Regions from separate parts of the Pan troglodytes genome. Here region 2 is linked to region 1. Evidence: chromatin contacts called from public Hi-C data. All regions are on one chromosome and are shown on one strand. Each heading gives the region's core, a stretch centred on a gene start, on an enhancer-like site or on the middle of the called end of the contact. The rest is flanking DNA. Distances are from core to core; before and after follow the strand shown.

What was found. Hi-C and Micro-C count contacts between places; a contact is called where the count stands out from the background.
Region 2: a Hi-C map of stem cell-derived neural progenitor cells shows a contact between it and region 1, with 5 times the contacts expected there. The contact joins two enhancer-like sites. A contact is called at or near these places in 3 of 7 Hi-C or Micro-C datasets (blood, induced pluripotent stem cells and stem cell-derived neural progenitor cells) and 1 of 1 other capture datasets (stem cell-derived neural stem cells).

Annotation. Positions count from the first base shown.
Region 1 is chr5:30,829,679-30,834,140 of NHGRI_mPanTro3-v2.0_pri, forward strand. It overlaps RIPOR2 (RHO family interacting cell polarization regulator 2), which reads right to left. Exons shown (of 23, transcript XM_063812147.1): 8 at 2,074-2,223. Among named protein-coding and RNA genes, the nearest start is that of ARMH2, 60 kb to the left of the region's middle. Within about 2 kb of position 1,308, at least 3 of the 24 cell types and tissues checked have an H3K27ac peak or open chromatin away from gene starts, as enhancers often do. A contact at or near this core is called in stem cell-derived neural progenitor cells, where this site is marked.
Region 2 is chr5:31,035,574-31,039,466 of NHGRI_mPanTro3-v2.0_pri, forward strand. No RefSeq gene overlaps it. Among named protein-coding and RNA genes, the nearest start is that of RIPOR2, 28 kb to the left of the region's middle. Within about 2 kb of position 2,393, at least 1 of the 24 cell types and tissues checked has an H3K27ac peak or open chromatin away from gene starts, as enhancers often do. A contact at or near this core is called in stem cell-derived neural progenitor cells, where this site is marked.

The DNA.
Region 1 (4,462 bases), core at 58-2,557:
CAGGTATAAGCCGCTGCACCCGGCCATGAGGATATAAAACCACCTGATACCAAATGAGGTATGAGGCTACAGAAGCCCTGGACTTCTTTCTTCTCTAAGGCAGTTTAAATTGCACTCTATGTCTTTGAATTTGTGAGCAAGGTCATGATGCCATGCCCTGGCACTTGATCAAGGGTGGCTGTGTCTGAAATGACCTGCAAATATGCCAACAAAGGCAGCCCCTGCATTCTGCTGGTCAGTTATCTGCATTTGTCCTATAAACATCCTTTATAATTGGAAACGGCTCTCCTCATTTCAGAGATCTGTAGAAGTGGGGTCTCGTGAACTAGGACTGCTTCTAGGCCAGGAATTTTCAATCTGCAGCTCTATAAAGTAGGATGGGGGAGGGTGGGAAGAGTCAGATCTTTATTTTCACTATCATTTAACTGAAATTAAACATGTTTAGGTATGATGAAGGTAGAAAACAAGCCACAGCAGTATTAGCCATACCTGTGACTTTGACACTGATAGAAATCACATATATGTTCATGTCACATTATTTATTGCAGATAACTTTTTAAAAAATCATTTATACTTTTCATTACTTTGATGTTTCAGTAGTTATTAGAGCCACTACTAGATCTTATAATTTGATGTGTTAATAAAGCAGCAGCATAGAACTATGTCACATATTTGACTTTTGAAATATTTTGAAAACTATACTGATGATATTGAAATAACTGTGTTTCAATATATTTTCTTCTTTTCAATTCCTATGTATTTTATTTTATGCATTTAAAAAACATTATTCTAGGCCGGGCTCAGTGGCTCACGCCTGTAATCCCAGCACTTTGGGAGGCAGAGGCTAGCGGATCACCTGAGATCAGGAGTTCGAGACCAGCCTGGCCAACGTATAGTAAAACTCCGTCTCTACTAAAAATACAAAAATTAGCCAGGTGTGGTGGCACACACCTGTAGTCCCAGCTACTTGGGAAGCTGAGGCAGGAGAGGTACTTGGGAAGCTGAGGCAGGAGAATCACTTGAACCCGGGAGGCAGAGATTGCAGTGAGCCAAGATCGCACCACTGCACTGCAGCCTGTGTGACAGAGCAAGACTCTATCTCTCAAAAAATAATAAAAAAATTATTCTAAAGGAGGAACTTAGGTAAAGAAGCCCTGCTTTAAGTCAAATAAAGAGAGAAACTTGGTTTAGACAAGAGGCAACACGGGAGTGTACACACAAAGGGATCCTACTGACAGTCATCCAAGCTGTCCTTCTGATCCCAGGGCTGAACCAGATGCTCAGCTCTGGGAATTGTCCAACAGACCCTCTACAGGCTGATGACTTCATTCATGAAATCTGATCTCTGAACAAAGACTCATGGGATAGTGAGGAGTGCTGCTTTAATAATTTAGTCATTTCATCAAAGACATTGGTATTAGGTGACCTCAGGAGGAGTGAAGACCTCTCTATGTCAGATGCTTGGGCCCCAGAGAGTTGGAAACCAGGAAAGCACACTTCTGTTCATGGTTCTTAATCTTGGCTCCTTTATGATAAAAATTTCTCACAATTAAAAAAAACATTGTAGGCAGAGGGTTACTGATCCAACACTGACATCCAGTGTAGCTATCTGAACCATAGGGTCTGCTCCACTTCCAGGGATAAAACTAGGCTCGATTTACACTAGAATATTTAGAAGTGTGTTTAAATGACACAAATCAGGGCAATGTGGTTTACGCATTCATTTTATTTTATTTTAGAGATGTGGCCTCACTCTGTCACCCAGGCTGGAGTGCAGTGGCGCGATCGTAGCTCACCGCAGCCTTGAACTCCTGGGCTCAAGCAATGCTCTTGCCTCAGCCTCTTGAATAACTAGGACTACAGGCACGTGCCACCACTCCCAGCTTATTCATTCATTTTAAGCAATTCTACCGATTGCCTTTCTTGCATACTTTTTAGGCTAACAGTAAAACCTATCTTTCCAGAGGGTGGAATGAGGTTGTGGGTTGCTGTTTGCCTTGTTCTTGGCAATTACCAACAATTCACACCAGGCCAGATGGGATTCGGCAACTTAAGCAGGTTAGTGAGTTATACCTCTGTGTACTCCTTGAAGCTCCGATTGATCTCTGTCAGACTCTCCCGGGCAGCTTTGCTGGCAGGGGATGTTGCGAAGGCTTGCTTCATTTTGCTGGCACCATCCTGGAGGCGTCGCTGGATACAATAAGCTTCATAGAGTTCATCTACCTGCCAGAATCAAAACAGGAAACAGAAATAAATGTCAGGCTTGAAAGAAAATACATAGATCATTGTTACATGCTTAATTTACTTTATATTTCTGACCTCTACAAAGAGAATCCTGTAGAAGTATTATCCTTTTAGATAGGGACCAATCGTTTTTATTGTAGCCACTGTGATACATTTTGTCTCAAAACAGATTTTGCTCTAATCCTGTTTTCAAATTATGCAAAAGGGAAGTGCCTCTCTTGCATTGTTTGAGGCTATCATTGGAATTGTTTAAAATGACTCCCAGGTGACTTTGTGGGTTCATGGGTGGACTGTAAGTATTAAATAAGAAAGATGAGAGCTTTCTGTAAGTATTAAATAAGTATTAAACAAATAAGTATTAAATAATAAAAATAATTAAGTATTAAATAAGACTGTAAGTATTAAATAAGGAAGATGAGAGCCTTCTGTATATAGAACAAACACTGAAAGGGTTTGTACAATTTCATACCAAGGTGAAAACTTTGTAGTATCCTAGGCTAATATCACTTTAAGAGGTAGTGTCACAATATTAGGATTTGTCATCCTGATATTTACACATCCAGATTTAGTATTTCATAAAGTAACTTGGGGATATATGTTGAAGATAATTTTTGTAAAGTCTTGGCTCAACTGTAAAGGAAAAAGTTATTCTTAAAATTAGGGTAAAACACAATTGTCTAAATATATCAAACTGAACACTTAAGAACTCAACTCTTTTTCGTGTAAATTATATGACAATTACAAAAAAATAAATTGAAGCAATATAAATGAACTTTTGCTACACATCTACACTTATGCTTCTAAATAATAACAATATACCCTTTTCAAATGACTATTGATTTTATACTCATATAAGCCTGATAATCAGCTAATTCTTCTAAGGCAGTGATTCTCAATCAAGCCAAGGCAATTTTGACCCCCAGGGGTCTACTGGCATCTAGTGAGTAGAGGCCAGGCATGCTGCTAAACATCCTATAATGCAGAGGACAGCTTCCCGCAATAGAGAATTATCCCCAAATGCCAGTAGTGCTAGGATTGAAATTTTTTTTTTTTTTTTTTTGAGATGAGGTCTTGCTATGTTGCTCAGGCTGGTCTCTAACTGCTGGGCTCAAGTGATCCTCTTAACCTCCCAAGTAGCTGAGACTACAGGTGCACATCATTGTGCTTAGCTAAAAAAAAAACCTGTTCTAAAGTTATTCCTAATGATATTTATCTCTATAAGTCTGGTACTATCTTTAACTGACTGCAGTTAACTACAAGAATTTTCAGGCGGATAACAAACAACAATACCATCAGGCATTGTCAAAAGCAAATAAAACCTATTGCTTTGGGGAGGCATACTTACCTAGCACTATTTGAATTTTCATTTCAGTATGAACTTTGTTTCTTCAAAAAGGAAGCTTAACTATAGATCCAGAAGAAAGTGGAGATGCATATACTAGATTTCAGAGTTTAAGAGTCCCGTTTTGTTCTGAAGGCAAACTTTTGGCTGCTCACTAAAAAGCATTACTATAACCTGTTTGAGGATTACAATTTTCCATAATTGCATTCTCTACACAGATATCAATGACACTTAGTTTAGAATGCAAACATGAAGAGACTAAAAATTATTCTCTTGATTAAAGGATTCTTTGTTGCTATTTACTTCAACAATGCACTCAACTCTGCTGAGAAGAATGCCCAAACTGAAAAGAATCATCTTTAATCTTCAGGGTCAGTGGATTTATCTCTGATTAAGAGGGAGATATAAGACTCAAGGAGTGTCCTATCTGCTGATGACATCTTTTGGTTGATGGTTGGCATAGAGTGCGGTTTCCGTGCTTTAAAGCTAAGCCTCATCTGGTGAGCTTGGTAAAATGCTGATGCCCAGGCCCCACTCTGAGATGCTGATTCAGTAGCTTAGGGCTGGGCCAGGAATCTGAAATTTTAAATAAACATTGCAAATTGTTCTGATGTGGGAGATCCCCACAAAACTTTTAGAAACCCAAGTGCTAATATCTCTTCCAATGCAGGTCAGGCTATGTCACCCATGTGGTCTTCTGGGGAACTGCCCTTGCAACCCTTTCCCCTACTAGTGGGTATGCCAGAGTTTCTGAGCTTGTTATCCTTTCAATAAGGAGACAGTGCCCACAGGACCATCGGTATAGCCATAATGACTTAATCTATTACTTTGTGTAGCGAGAAAATTTATTCTTTGTTTTTGCTTAAATATCAACCT
Region 2 (3,893 bases), core at 1,143-3,642, 210 kb after region 1:
TAAACACTCTGTAAAAAAAAAGAAAGTGTACAATGATAACATAATTATTATTAGGCATGTACCATTTCCAGAATTCACTGTAAGTTCTACAGAGATGCACCAGAGCTGTGGATACTTTAGCTGGTGGGGTTCGGGCAGCTGGGACTCACTGTTGCAATGGTCACAAATGCCCTAATCATTGAGTCCCAAATGTCTAGTTGAACTTAATGCTTAGTAACATCTGTCTACCCAGAGGGCAACAAAATGTTTGTTCCTGGCTTGCGAGGCCACTGATATTTTCATTTTTTTTTCCCACAGAACTATTGGCCTGAGGCCCCTGGAAACATTGCTTCATTGCTTGGCCTTATAAGAATTTACTTGACCTATTTTGTGGAAGCACATTTACCCCAGTCTTAGAGGTTTTTCCATGCAAAAGAGATAAATGAAAATTTTTACTGCTAAGTTTCATTCACCTGAGCCAATCACAGCTACCGAAATGACCAGGTTGGTAAATGCTGTTTTAATGGAAACAGGCTCTCCACAGGTCCAGATGGGGTAGGTCCATGCCTCAAAAATGAAAAATTCTCTTTTTAGCTCCTTAGCTGGATTACTGGGCAGGGCTACCATTTTGTGAGTAGCAGATAATTATTAACACATGAGACTCTCTCATTCGGACCGCACCCTTCAATGGCGTGATATCTGTGGTTACACAGAGCGTCCAGTCCTCCCATCTTGGTTTTTTAGTTATGTAAGTGAAAGAACAAAACTACCCAACTCCCACCTGCCCACAGGCTGAGGCTGAGGAGGACCCTAAGAATCTACCCCCTACAACATGGCATTTCAAAGTTAAGGGAGTCTAGCTTTTGTGTACTGAAGGGAATGTTCATTAAGAAATGAATGTCTTAGACATAGGCCCCTTTCCTATTCCTGGTTGGCCTAAAGATGCATAATTTGAAAAAAAAAAAAAAAAACGGCTCGGCGGGTGGTTGGGGAGAAGTGACTTCAAAACACAAGAAGTAACATTGCTTTGCCTAATAAAGTGACGTTTGAACTCCTCTGCTTGGCAAGTTGGGAAAATATCCCTTCCTTCCTAAAAATGGAGACAACTTTCTGGGAAAATAAACATTTATTGCTCAAAGGTCTGTGGGTTTGAGTCCACCTTCACCTGCATGTTTAGCCATGGGAAGATCTCTAAGACAGCCATACTAAGAGTGTACCTGCCTGCCCTGGATGCCAGGAGGCCTTGAAGTCCAAAGCCAGCAGGGCTCCCTCCCTCTCAGCCATGGACCCCGGGGTCTTGCAGTGATACAGGTGGTGGCTGATTGCATCTATGAAGCCATTGAGGAATTATTAGTGTGAATATTTCATTTGGAAATGCACTGCCTAGGAACAGGCATGGTCCTAGGATGAGTTTCTATGAGGTCCTAGGATGACTTCCTTTGAGTGGAAGAGGTCTCCTAAATCTTGGGTGAAGAATGCCTGGGTGAGATAGGAAGGAGAGATACATTTTTTTTCCCTCTCCCTATAAAGAGGCCTGGATTTGAGAGCAGGAAAGAATGATTAGGAGTTCTGTGCATCCCAAGGCACCCTCCTGTGAAGGGAGCCTTAGAGATGGGTGTGGTGGGGCATGCTTGTAGTCCCAGCTACTAGGGAGGGTGAGGTGGGAACACTGATAGAGCCCAGGAGTTTGATGCCAGCCTGGGAGACATAGTGAGATCTTCCATCTCATTCAGGAAGGAAGGGAAGGAAGGGAAGGGAGGGAGGAAGGGAGGGAGGGAGGAAGGGAGGAAGGGAGGGAGGAAGGGAGGGAGGGAGGAAGGTAGGGAGGGAGGGAGGGAGGTAGGAAGGGAGGAAGGGAGGGAGGGAGGGAGGAAGGGAGGGAGGAAGGTAGGAAGGGAGGGAGGGAGGAAGGGAGGGAGGGAGGAAGGAAGGGAGGGAGGAAGGAAGGGAGGGAGGAAGGGAGGGAGGGAGGAAGGAAGGGAGGGAGGGAGGAAGGTAGGAAGGGAGGGAGGGAGGAAGGGAGGAAGGAAGGAAGGTTAGTTTTTCACCAAAATAAGAGGAAGTCATACTTAGCATAAAACTTTAATTTTTAACCTTCTGCTCTGTAGTGTCCTTAAATACCCAAAAGCTTCGGTGAAGCGTGCCGCACATCAGCCTGCAAGGCAGTGGGGTGAACAGGACGCTACAGGGTGGAGGGGGTATCTGTGTGAAGACCCAAGGGCGAGCTTCCAAGGGACCACTGGGACCCCAAAGGAAGCCCCTCTCTTCCTAGATACATCAGATGAAACAAACTCTTGAAAAGGTGAAAGGCAGCCGCTTTAATTACTTTGAAGTCCTCATGGAGTCCACAGCTACAGCTTTCAAAGGGGCAAAAAGGAACTAGTGTGCCGGCGGCAGGGGTTTGATGTGGTCCTCTTCCGCCACCTGTCGACAACATAGGCTCATTGCAGTTTCCTAATGTACCTACTTGCAACTGTTCAAGGTAGCATTTTCTCCATTCAAATTAAAATTGAGTCCACAGGGAAAATACTTATTCTTACAATTCTAGTTTAACTATTTTTTTGGTTCAACTAACCTTGATTTTTAGCTGTTAAAATAATATCATGGCCATGACAAGAAGGCAAAGTTCTGATATCTTTTTTCTTACGTTTGGTTAATGCTTTAGAATATATGGAGGCACTGAATAAGGTTTTCGTTGTTTCTCAGAAAACATTATCCCCTTAAAGGTGTTGAAGGCATTTTTGGAAAAGAAAGAGTGCACGAGTAACATTTGCAAACAGCAGAGTGGTAGCTTCTGCAGAATTAACATTGTGGAGCACCATGGGAAATATATGTTTAGGGAGAACACAGAAGACTGTCCATGTTACATGGGCCTGCACATTCACTGGAAGACTGAGATGCATCAGAACAATTGTTCATATCCTTTGATTCCATAATCCAATTTCAAGAATTTTCTTGCAAGAAAAGAATTTAAAACATGAAAAATGTAATATGGATGGTATTCTTCATAAGATTGTTTAATAGTCAACAATTGAAGAAAAGTTGAAGCTATGGCTCATTCAGAATATGGAATATTATAATTATTTTAACATGTAGTAATATGAAAACATGATGTCTAAGAAGATATAAAATATCTAACTAAAAATAGAAATATTTAATAAAGCTAGAAAAGAATACTAAAAATATTATAACTGAGTTACAGCGGTGGAGTTAAGGGTTTACAATGTTATATATACTAATGTTTTTGTTTTTCTAATTCCACAACAAATATAAAAATGCTTTATAGTAATACATTTACATGGTACAGAAGCATATAGAGTAAGAGGTAGAAGATCCCATTACCTTCCTGTCTTTCTTCTCCCTGTTAATAGATTGGTGTAAGTGCTTCACATCTTTGTCCTTGGAGTTACACACACACACACACGCACATGCATGCACACTTACACACACCCACACATGCACATATACATTATATATTATTTACAGGCATACCTCAGAGTTATTGTGGGTTTGATTCCAGACCCCCACAAGAAAACAAATATCTCAAGAAAATGAGTCACACACAAATTTTTTGGTTTCCCAGTGCATATAAAAGTTATGTTTATACTATACTATAGTTCATTATATGTGCAAGAGCATTATGTCTAAAAACCAATTATATATATAAATTTAAAAAATGGTTCATTGCTAAAAAACATGCTAATGGTCATCTGAGCCTTCAGCGAGTTGTAATCTTGCTCCTTGAGGGCCTTGCCTTGATGGTGGTAGTTGCTGAAGGCTAGGGTGGCTGGTGCAATTTCTTAAAATAAGACAGCAATGAAGTTTGCCACATCAGTTGACTCTTCTTTTCACAGAGGATTTCTCTGTAGCATGTGATACTCTTTGATAGCCTTTTAATCACAGTAGAATTTCTT